4 separate regions of the Drosophila melanogaster genome follow, and regions 1, 2 and 4 are each linked to region 3. A link is a contact called in public Hi-C and targeted proximity ligation data. All regions are on one chromosome and are shown on one strand. The core of a region is the stretch at or near the end of the contact, and the rest is flanking DNA. Distances in the headings are between cores, read along the strand shown.

Evidence for each region. A called contact is a pair of places that touch in the nucleus more often than the background predicts.
Region 1: a Hi-C map of the Kc167 cell line shows a contact between it and region 3, with 2.3 times the contacts expected there. A contact is called at or near these places in 14 of 107 Hi-C or Micro-C datasets (the Clone 8 cell line, the D17-c3 cell line, the Kc167 cell line and 4 more) and 2 of 7 datasets of targeted methods (both in the Kc167 cell line).
Region 2: a contact with region 3 is called in a targeted proximity ligation map of the Kc167 cell line, with 3 times the contacts expected there.
Region 4: a targeted proximity ligation map of the S2 cell line shows a contact between it and region 3, with 7 times the contacts expected there. A contact is called at or near these places in 30 of 107 Hi-C or Micro-C datasets (the D17-c3 cell line, the Kc167 cell line, the ML-DmBG3-c2 cell line and 15 more) and 6 of 7 datasets of targeted methods (the Kc167 cell line and the S2 cell line).

The regions. Positions count from the first base shown.
Region 1 is chr3R:19,835,332-19,838,454 of dm6, forward strand. It overlaps bnl (branchless), which reads right to left and starts at 1,486. Exons shown (of 5, transcript NM_169874.1): 1 at 931-1,486.
Region 2 is chr3R:19,889,370-19,892,150 of dm6, forward strand. It overlaps CG4733, which reads left to right and starts at 1,320. Exons shown (of 9, transcript NM_001260269.2): 1 at 1,320-1,885.
Region 3 is chr3R:19,670,074-19,673,064 of dm6, forward strand. Naam (Nicotinamide amidase) reads left to right here and starts at 1,377. Exons shown (of 7, transcript NM_169872.2): 1 at 1,377-1,670. CG7432 reads left to right here. Exons shown (of 7, transcript NM_142568.3): 5 at 1-267; 6 at 328-427; 7 at 489-754. The coding sequence ends at 547. It overlaps tRNA:Val-CAC-2-5 (transfer RNA:Valine-CAC 2-5), which reads right to left and starts at 2,276; the gene lies at 2,204-2,276.
Region 4 is chr3R:19,805,050-19,807,870 of dm6, forward strand. All of the region lies in intron 2 of bnl (branchless), which reads right to left. Among named protein-coding and RNA genes, the nearest start is that of tRNA:Thr-AGT-1-7, 3.8 kb to the left of the region's middle.

The DNA.
Region 1 (3,123 bases), core at 236-2,735, 170 kb after region 3:
AATGAGATTAAAAGCGCCTGCGTGCGTTTGCAAATAGAGATACGCACAATTCGCATATACGCAGATACAGATACATTTCAAGACGGCGATAAAGATTCGCAAATGTATATGCGTTTTGCAAAAAAAAAAACTATAAATAATCCCAAAGATCGTGTGCTTAAATTTATATGAATTTCGCTTTCATAGAGTGGGTTCTCCTAAGGTCGTTTGCTTTCACCGGTTGGCAAAAAAAAACATTTTGCTACATTTTGTTTGCTTTACCAATTGTTTATTTGGGGCAGATAAACGCGGAAAAGTACTTGGAAAAACTAGGCTGCAAATCAAATTTAATTCGCTTATACCTAAATGCAATCAGATTACGTTTTAAGTGAATATCATTCTGCACAGGTATTGATCAATCAAATCAAATATGAACTAAATTATTTCAATTAGCATGCCACTAATATAAATTAAGTTTTTGCCCATTTGCTTTAGCTTGCTATTTGTTTGTTGAAATCAATTTATTTCGTTTTTATACATATTGCTATTTAATTACTTTCCCTCGTGGGTCATTTAAATACACTTATTACTCGGCCCGCTGCCAAGTGGAAAATGTTTTAAATTTATTTTGAAAGTTACCAAACAAATTGCCACATTTCAACGTATTCAAAATATTTTATTTAAATGCCCAACATTGCGCGACCAAAGAACACTGAAACTCTTTATAAATTTTAGTATTTCAAAACATCAAATCTAATAATACAGAAAAACATATATTTTTTCCGTTCGGCAAACTTGAAACTTTCAATAATTTTAGGCTTGCTTTTGCTAAGCTCCAAAGACCGAAATCCAATGAAATATTTTGCAACATTCGAACAAATACTTGGAGGAACAACAAACTTATTAAAAAAAAGAACTTATGTAACAGCGTTGAAACAGAAAATTACGCACCTAGGTTTTATGTTTGTTTGCTTTTTTTTCAGTTTTACGATTCTTTTTTTGGACGCGTTGTATTCTTCGTTGATTTTCAGAGAGTTGCACTTTGCACACTTTAAAACTTACGGCAACAACAATTCAACATTTTCATAATTTTTTTCTTATATTCCTTTTTCAAACACAGCACAAATCATATATATATATTTATTTTTTTATATATTTTCCGATCTTCGAATTGCTCGCATCTAAACGATTTTTTTTTTTTATTGCGGGCTTTTCAAATTGTAACGACTCTCTTGGATTGCGAAACGAACATTCGTGTTTCAAATTTCCTATCCGCCGAGATTATTGTTTCGATCTCCTTTGAAAACGATTGCACACAAAACCGGAACATCGAGTACGTTAAAACGGAGCGATTACGGACGCGATCACGATGATGGGGTTACGATTAGAGATGGTTAGGATGTGCCAGATGGATCGGATCGGATCGAATGGTAGGTCTGAAAAATTCGAAAACGCTGCGGATGCGGATAAGCGGACTTCGAGTGCTACTGCGACTGCGGACGCTCCGCTCACTGTGTGTTCCCCAAGCGTGCTAGTCAGAGACTGAAGCCATGAGCAAAAAGACCCTGTCGATGAGGCGACGCTTCGTGCGTTCACGCCGAGCACGTTTGCGACGGAACGAGCACGAGAGAGAGAGTGCGATGCGGTGCGGTTCGGCGGGAGGGAGACGGAGAGAGTGAGAGCAAGTAGTGGGCGAGTAAGGTAAACGCCAAGAATGGTGGTCGGTGGTCAGCTGTAGTGAATGGTGGTCGGTCGGTTCCCTAGGTGTGATATGGGGTTTATCTGTTATTCCCAATTCATCCTTCCGATCTGACGAAACTGCGGCTCAAGTGATTGAAACGCTGCCAACTCGTTGATTCATCATACATTAGCGTCAGAATCAAAAACACCGTTATAAAAGATTTGTATTTCGTTCGTTGCTAATTTATACTTTGTAGCTGAATAAATTATAAATTTTAATGAGTGGTTAAAAACTACTGTGTTACTAGCTCAACATTGTACTCAAACATTAAATGCAAAATATGAATCAATTTTTTTTTATTTTTTGTGTACTTATTTGTTGTATTTAGAAAATTATTTTTGGATTTTAAGTAAAACAAACAAATTCTGTTAGTGTTTGGGGTGGTTAACTGTAGTCATCTTAATCATTTATGAAGCCTACTTTTTCTTACTCTAAATATCTTAAACGGTTACATGGTAACTATCTAACCGAAAATTCTGAAATTTTTTGGGCCACAATGTAGGCTACAAGGTGTTATCTGTCACTAGAAAAACAACTTTCGAACATAAAGCTCAACTAAAATGTTCTATATATAAAAAAAAAAATATATATATATATATATATAAAATACAGTAGTCTACTAATTTTTGTTAGAGTTCTGTCACTATAATGAGCCCCCTAAGTCGACGGCGACAAATCACGTGACGGTTTTCAAACAGACATTGTGAAAGGGAGAGATTGCAGTTGCTTTTTGTTTTTGATTGGATTGCGTTTGGTGGCGGTTGTGCTTTTTGGCGCGTAGACCTTTTCCAGTGCTTTTGACGTATTTCGCCAGGTAGCGTGGACTTGCACAAATACCAATTAACTAACAACACAAAGTGCAACAACAAGCGTCACCCAGTACCCTTTATTATTCGGCTAAACATTGCCAGTGAATCAGTCGCGTGGGAAAGCCAACTCACGATAGGTGCTAATCGCATCGTTGTATTCGCACTGATAAGGTTTGAACTTTGACCAACTCATTTGCCTGTGGCTGCAATAAACCACAAAACCTATTTCTGACCAACCGAAATTTTTGCTAATTTTAGATGTTGACCAAAATTTAGCCCCAAAAATACTGTCACACGGCAAATTTAAAAGTTAAGGCAGCTATGCGCGAATTTCGTTGAATACAAGTTTATCTTATCTATTTAGAAGGCGCTTATAAAAAATCACATGGTGCAGATACCCATATGTGTGTATGAATGAACTTCAACTTGACACTACAGAAATTGCAGAAATATTCCGGGGTAGTCGCCTACGTCATTCTTGATGACAGCGTCATTCAGTGGGTGGGTGTTGCCGGTGGAAAGTGCGGGCTTGCTACTGATTGGCAAAGTTTTACATTGTCGCTAAGACTATATAACTGCTATAAAGTAGCAGTT
Region 2 (2,781 bases), core at 70-2,569, 220 kb after region 3:
CTGCTAGATGGCCCAAACATAAAAGCCAAGTAACGAAATGGGTATAGCAACAACAGAGACATATGGACAAGCCAACTTGCAACAAACATTGCGATGTGAAGTGGAAGAAGGCCGCCGAAGGCGGGGAAGAAGACGATCATTTAGCATTAGCAAATAAGCGAGATAAACGCTGCGATCCGTAGACGTTGTTATTGTTGGGGAATTTGTTGTTTTCCTGCTCAATGAGGCGGGCAAATTTGAAACTAGAGAGGCAGAACCAAACTTACCCGGCACTTTGAATGCCCTTCTCTGTAATATTTAATACGACAATAATACATTTATGTTGATCGTGTATTGATAACGATAAAGATTTGAGTTCGGGGTGTATGTACCTGAAAGTATGCTCTGTATATTTCACGAATTTAATAAGTAAGTAAAGTATAAGTAAGTATAATATAATATGCTTATAATATAATATTATTATTATATTCAAATAATAGCGTTTTATTATAATACCTGGTATTTACGTGACATGTCCAAACTTCTCAAACGAACCGTGACACCCTGGCTCCAGGGCACAGTGTATAATTAACAAACACCTATGATTTGATTTTTGTATTTTTATGTTCGACAATGGATTCGCGCTCGCCAGTGTGAGTGACGCGTGTGTGAGTGTGCGTGTGAGTGGGTAAACGGCGGCAAGTGTTCTGCCGACGTCGCTGCCGCTGCGCCGTCGTGTGGGGGTAGGTGAGAGCGCAGAGAGAGAGAGCGAGAGGATGATGGAGCGGCTGCTCAAAGAACGCCAAAGTAATGGATCTTTTCGGGCGCCGCTCTCCTACTCTCTCACTGCTGCTGAGCTGTACTTTTAGCTCTTTTATAGCTTTTAATTAAAACTGAATGTAATATAACAATTATAGACATTGTTCGTTATATTTTTTTGTTTATTTAATTATTTTTTAGAATAGTAAAATTTTACTAATTACTTAAAAAATTTTTAAAATAGCTTTCTCTATGATATAAATATCTCTTCCAACAAAAAAACCATTGGTGTATATATTATATAATGCCTTTTTCCCAAGCAAATTATATTCCACATATAACGTTAAATTAAGGGAAAATTGTATTTTTACACCCAAAACCTTGAACCCTGCGGTCCAGTATTGCCGCTCCCTTCGAAATGAGCTTAATCCGATCTGGCGGATTTCCCAGCCGATTAGTCAGCGTCTTTTTCCGTCGATCGGCTCAGCTCTGATTCGATCGCAGGTCGCTCGTGTGTGGGAGCGCTCGTTCTTGGGGGCTGCTGGTGTCATTAGCGTAGTTGCAGCGGCAGTAGGAGCAGCAGCAGCCGCAGCAGCAGCAACAGCTGAGATCACCGCGTAGCACTCTCGCTCATCCGCTCCGTTGGCTCGTCGTCTCTGCGGACCGACCGATCGCTCGCAGAACGGAGGCTGATGTTATTTTCAGCGGCCGAAGATTTACAGTAACAACACGGACCTTAGCAGCATCGCCTGCACCGCTAGTCGCTCGGATATACGACGGTTTTCCGATTTCGGACTCGGATTTTCAGATCTGTGGATTCTGTGTTCTATTCTGCTCTGTTTTCGGTTCTGTTTGCTGTTAATTTTAGACTCGCCAAGCGGAAGCTTGCCAGAGTTTTCCAAAATATCCCGCTGCCTCGTGTGTTTTCCCCCGTTTGTTAATATTTCGCGCATTTCGCCAAAAGAAGAGCGCACGGCAAAAATGTCGTGCCGCGAAAATTTCGATTAACCTCTGGTCGGTTTCGCTTTCGGTTCGGCTTGGTTAATTAATTAATGACGGAATCTCTCGGTGTCGCCGTTGTTCTCAGCACGCGCCCTCCGGGCCCAAATGCAATCATTAATAAAGGCAGACAAATATCAAACTATATGTACGTCATGCACCACCATACACCCCACCAGCCACACACATACACACACAAGTGCACTCTGGCTCGTAAAGTGTATGTAAAGTGCATTGGGCCAGTGTGCGTGCACGTGTGTCTGTGAGCGGCAACTACTTCGAAATTTATTTTCGAATAAATAGTACAAAGTTGAAGAAGCAGCAGCCGCAGTCGCAAACGCAACGCAGCTCCCGGTTTCATCTCGTCCCCGTTCCCAACCCCAACCCATTCCCGTTCCTATCCCATTGGAACCCCACGTAAAAACGGCGAAATAGTACAACCAACAGCTGAGGTCAAGACAATAGCATCGCTAAATGGATTTGCAAACGCCTTTCCTCATTGCAGATCTATTTAGAAACTTTGTTTTGCACAATGTTTCTGCGTTTTATTATGCACCTCATATGACAGTGACTAAAATTGAAAACGAAACGACTTATCAGAGTTTTTGTAAAAAAAAAACTGACTCAATATAAGTAAATTTGTAGGTCAGTTTCGTACGTCAATGTGTATTCCAAGTCAACAAAATAACTTTTATGACGCTAATTCTCAATGAGACATTTTGTAATTAAGAGTTATCCAAACGAAACTTTTTTTAAACGTTTTTTAAATAAATAAAATTTTTTATTTTATTAAATTTATTTTATTTAAAATTTATTAGTTGGCTTAGATAATATTAAAATGGTTTTCTAATAATCGCAGATTTTGCACTTATTTCAAAACTTCATATTTTGTTTTATTAAACATCCGATTACTTAGTGAAAACTTTTATAAGATCACTTGGTGCTAAAATTTTGACCGCTCTTGTCTATTTCTTACGCATGCACAGTGGGATCCCACTTATTTTTGACCCGTAAAAAATGATTCAATTAAATCAATTGATTAAT
Region 3 (2,991 bases), core at 127-2,626:
GATAAGCCCGTGAGGAAATCAAAGTATGTAATCCCTGTCTGCCTGCCAAAGGGAATCAGGATGCCGCCCAAGGAACGGCTTCCCGGACGTAGAGCCACCGTTGTGGGCTGGGGCACCACCTACTACGGTGGTAAGGAGTCCACCAGCCAACGACAGGCGGAACTGCCCATTTGGCGGAATGAGGATTGCGACCGCAGTTACTTCCAGCCTATCAACGAGAACTTCATCTGCGCAGGATACTCCGATGGCGGAGTGGATGCTTGTCAGGTGAGTTAATAAAGGAGTTTCCATTCATAGAGGATCAAAACTAATTTAACCGTTTTGCAGGGCGATTCTGGCGGTCCTTTGATGATGCGATATGATTCCCACTGGGTTCAACTGGGAGTGGTGTCCTTTGGCAACAAGTGTGGTGAGCCGGGATATCCAGGTATGTTGCGCTACAGAAACATTACTTTAAAGAGCATTTACTAATTTTTATGCCCATCCAGGTGTCTATACTCGAGTCACTGAATACCTTGACTGGATACGCGATCACACGAGGGATTAATCGCATTCCCGTTCCACCGATCCACCTTAGCAGTAACTATAGCCTAGGTTTAGGTACGCACTAGTCTATGTACTCTTAATGAACTTCCCCTCCTGATCAATGGAGTGTACTATTTATTAACCGCATCCCATCGCCATGATGATTGGCATTTGTTGACTAAATTAATATATATATTATATTTAATTTTGATAAATAAAATGTGTAAACAAAATATAGAGTGTTTCAAGACACCGGAAATTCGTAGATATAATATTTTGGTATTTCAAGCTGCTGCTTACTTACTAATTACTGTGACTTACTAATTAACTGTGTCTTGCTAACTAGTAATACATCCTATTAGCAGCTAGCATTCCCTAGCAAGATTTTCTTAAATGATAGCCTGAATTTATATGGTATATGGTGATTTTAAAATCATTTTCCATATATGGTCATATGCTCTGCAGCAGTAGGAGAAAATTCGCTGTATTGTAGTGGTTGAAATCGTAAAATGATCTTACGCAATCAAAAGCCAATGATCCAAAGCTAATTGACTTTGGATAAAACAATAGTAATCGTTTCAGTTTATATGAATCGAAGCGTGGGAGCGGCAAACAATTATTTACAGTTTGTAACTTTTGGAATTACGAGTGTCAATGAAATAAAGTGGGGGGATTTAATTCTATAATTTCGATAGCTATGCCCCTTTGTTCAGACATTCTGGAAACTATCAATGGGGAAGTGACTAAATGATAGATAAGTTTCATTCATTATTATTTATCACTTACTGGGAACTACTTGGTAAACAAACGTGAGCAATTGCATAAGGCTTTTTTCTCGATGCCGGTTCTCTCAGTTGGCATTAAGCTTTCACAGCTGACGGACGCGAATTGTTCCCTCCAACCGGCGAGTTCTTTAAGTTTCTCGGGAATGTTTGTATTATCTCAAAAAATTGACTACATCAACGAATTCTAAGTGGTATAATTACAGTTTGTGCTTGCTGTGAAGATTTACAGCTCGAATAAATCATAATATTGTACAATTAACGCTGATAATCACGAATTTGACATTGCTACCACATTCGGTGCGTGGACTCTGAAAGCTCTGAGTGTTTTGTTTATGCAAAGCTTTTTTGGACTATCGCGTGGTAAGTAGCCGAAAGAGAAAGCTCTCTTATACGGAAGATGAAGAGTGTGATTCATGAAAATGTATAAGAACGCGGGTCCAAAAAGTCAAGGGAGTTCTAGTGAAATGAAAAGTTCCAAAGGTTTTGAAATCGTTTTATTTTCTCGTTCGTATAATTATTGGGTGTCGATCTTTGTTGGGCAGTGTAAAGCACAAACTTTGAGCTTCATCATACATATCATATGTAAAGCCGGGACGAAAGCTTATGATTCTGTTAAGTGTCCGCCCAAGATAACATTTCTCCAGCCCTTCAAATCTTCAAATAAATACGGCTTAAGGCGAGCAAATTTGTAAATCAAATGATTTGTTAAATAAACATTATATGTATTTTATCATGCCAGGTTAGAACACATTGTGCTGATGCAAATAAAATTCCAATTAAACGCCCCTGAATGGGAAGATGACGCATCTTTAATGTGAATATTATGTTAAATTTAATATTATCGCAAAATAACTATAATAATGAAATAAAAAAAGACAAAAAACTATTTCGACTGTTCCCGCCCGGGTTCGAACCGGGGACCTTGTGCGTGTGAAGCACACGTGATAACCGCTACACTACGGAAACTCTTAAGAGATGGCCGGTTAAGGCCAGCCAGAGGCAAACCAATGAAAATGGAATTATGTTTCTATTTTTAGCCTGACGTGATTAGTTTATCTCAATGTTTCAGGTAATAAAAATTGAAAAGATTTACGGAGAAAGTTATAGTACGTTTATGAGAAGAAAGGTTAAATACCTTTGGATCGTGAGTTTGTGCCATCTTAGAATAACATTGGCCCCGGCTTGGCAGCAACAATGAAAACCCATTTCTTCGCCTTGTCATTCCGCTCTTAATTAGCCTTTATTTGTCCCCTCTTCACGGAGCCCCACAATTGGCCGGCATTTGTGCTTGTGAATAGAAGGGCCTGGGAAAGGGGCAAGGTAAGGCAAGGCATTCATGGCATGCCTGAAACACGCTGACCAGATTACCAACCAGAGCGCCAAGGGGCCAGGAGCGAAGCACACTGTGGGTGGGGTGCTCCGATGGCCCACCTTTAAATAAATTCGAGCACGCTGATCCTTGATTAAAATTCCTATTGTCTGCTTTGGTCCTGCCAAGATTTCCTCCCCTTTCAGGCTTTCAGGACTCCGCTTTTGTGCGGCGCCGTGAACGTAATTAATATGCAGGCCAGAACGGACTCTAACTGCTCTCTGGCACTCGTTATAATTACGCATTTAAATTGGCACAAAGGTTGAGGCCAGACATAACACACTTGGCAAAATAAAGTTATTTTTATAACTC
Region 4 (2,821 bases), core at 67-2,566, 130 kb after region 3:
TGTCTAATCGAGTGGCCTGGCCCACCAAAGGAGAGCCCTAAAACTAAAGCCGATTAGGTAAAAGTTTCCCAGTGAAAGTTTACGACATTTGAATAACACCGAAATGTGCGTTCTTACAAATTAATACAAGCTGGGAAAAACAAACGAAAAATTATGTTAAAATTGTAAGCGGAAAAAAAGTTGTAAAATCTAAAAACAAACATATGTAAAATATGTCGGAAAAAATAACTTGAGCAAGATGTTAAAAACCGTAAAATGTTTTTCATGGGCCGAAAAAACAAGCTGGACCACGCCCCCACCCCGCCCCAAAGTGCGTGACCAGTGACAGGCCAATTTCGGAGGCGCACGCTGAGATCCCCGTTCTCCGGTCCGAGTTCCCATTCCAGGTTGTGTTTTTCCGCATTTTCTGATGTGGATGTTGTGGCCGCGGCTTTTTCTTGTCCACTAAACAACCAGTTGGAGTGGAAATGAAATATGTAGATGAGTCTTTAATTAATTTGAGACACGACAAGACAAGTGGCGTCGTCTGTGGCTGCGTCTGCGACAGCGCTGTCTGCCCCAACCGCCGCCTCCGGTCGCTCCACCTGCTGCTCAGCTCTCCACCGATCCCCGCCAGAATCTCGCCTTTCGGACCAGGAATCTAGTCTAGATGCGAGTTGGAGGAGGTACCTGCTCTTTGGCAGGTGTTGAGTCATTTGGTTGACTGGCCATTAGAGTCCCCATTGATCATTGATCGAGTGGCACGAGGCGGTCGAGACTATGGCATTGATGATGATCATCAATGATGATCACTGGATGATTTTGACTGGTGTATTAACTAATCTTTCCAGCAATTATCGTTTCACTATCAGATCGAGTTGTAAAGTTTCCGTTTTCAAACCACTAGTTTCGTATATTATAGTATATAATCAAAAGAGTGTTATTAGAGCATCTTCTGGCCTCCGTTTCATGGTCACACACTGGGATCCAGCAGGGAACCGTACGTGAAACTATCTGCCTGCTCTGCCTTAGATCTCTGACCTCTGTGCCAAATATTTGCATTTGCCATTAAGTCGGTCATAAATTTTAGACCCGAGCAGCAGTCGTCTACTAAAGCCCGTTTCGCTCCAATGCGATTCTGTGTCAGTTGGCGAAAAGAGAGTGGGAGTCGGCGGTTGTCAACATTGTCGCCGTGGCCGAGAGATAAGCGTTATGACATTATCAGGCCGGAGGTCCAGACTTAAAACCCAGCCGAGCGGGCGTGTCCAAACCGCCCACCATATGATTCGCCCTCACCCGTTGGCAAATGACAAGAGAGTCGCATTGTACGAGAAACTGGGCATCCATACGTACTTTTCTATCGCTGGAGGCGTAAGTGGTGCGAGTTTACGACCCTTTTGCACACAGAATCAATCATTCGAATTCCCAGAATGATCCTAAGCCATTTTGACTATCTGCTAGCGGTGCCACAACGGCCTATCACGAATCAATTAGCCGAGACGAGATGGGGAGAAACATACATTTTGTAAGATACGCTTGGCTGTGCTGATTTATGCAATCCAACAAATGGAAACTCTAATTATTCGACAGACATGCGGAGCGAGGAAAATCAAACTTAAACTGTTATAAGTCGCATATATATTATTTAGCTGGCGTTGCCTGTCAAAGCCGTGGTTGTCAAATTGTTAACCGTTGTTAGTTGTTGCTTGTCGGACGTTGAGGCCAAGTTGCCCGGCCTGTCAGCCGGTGTTCCACTCTTCCAGTGTCTGGTTAGACGGCATTTTTTGCAGGCAACAGCCACAAAAACAGAAGTCCATAAAACATTTTTAGCATGTGCAGACTGGCGGCTTTTAAAATTATTCACTCCGCGACCGAGGCGACAGATGCGGGCTGATGATCTGGTCGTGTCAATGGTTTGAGGTATTCCCATTTTATGGTTCCATGGATGATGGTGCATCGAGCACTGAGAGTTTGAAGGAGTACATTATTTGGGCGCAAGAATAATATGATGATTGATAGATATGATGATTGAGCGATTGAGAAAACCAATTATTATACATATGTAAAAATATCGAAATAATATTTTAATAATAGTATTTTGCTCTTTTCTAGTCAAAGGACCACATAAAACAGTGTATTTTTCCCTTAAATTATTCCCCTATCTTGAAAAATCAATCAACAATGTATCTACTATCTACTATTAAGTTCCCGAGCAAAGAAGTCTCTAACCCAGCCGTGACCAGATAAATTAAGACGCAGTCAAAGTTCAAAGAGTTTTCCCCCATCGACGACATTTGACATGGCAAACGATTAGTTAGTTCCCGCTCGCTGACACACATATTATCATTGTGCAGTTCCCCAAAATATACATACATATATACATTTGTAGTCAGCCAATTCGGAAATCTCAAAACTGGAGCGTAGCAAATGCGGCAAAGTTCCGCAGCCAAACTGTCGCCTGTCAACTTGGGAGGATTGGAAATCGGGAGTGGAAATGGGACTGAAAATGGGCCTGGGAGCTGGTTTTTGTGTATTTTTAGCTGTCACCAGCCCTCGGAGACATTTGACATGAGAAATAACATTTCAATTAGTTGATCCAATGCTCGATTTAAGGCAAATTGCCACTAAGGAGAGGAGTTCCAAAAAAAAAAAAAAACAGTCCCAAAAGGGAGCGAATGGGAATGCGGATGGTTAACAGCGCAGCGAATAGCTAATGCCTCCTCAAATGTTGAATCCCAGATACATTTGCATCTGATCCAGATAGCACGTGCTAATGTGTGGGTATTTGTGCGATATCGCACAGTGCAAAGTCGTATCTATCAGACACGCCATACAACACACA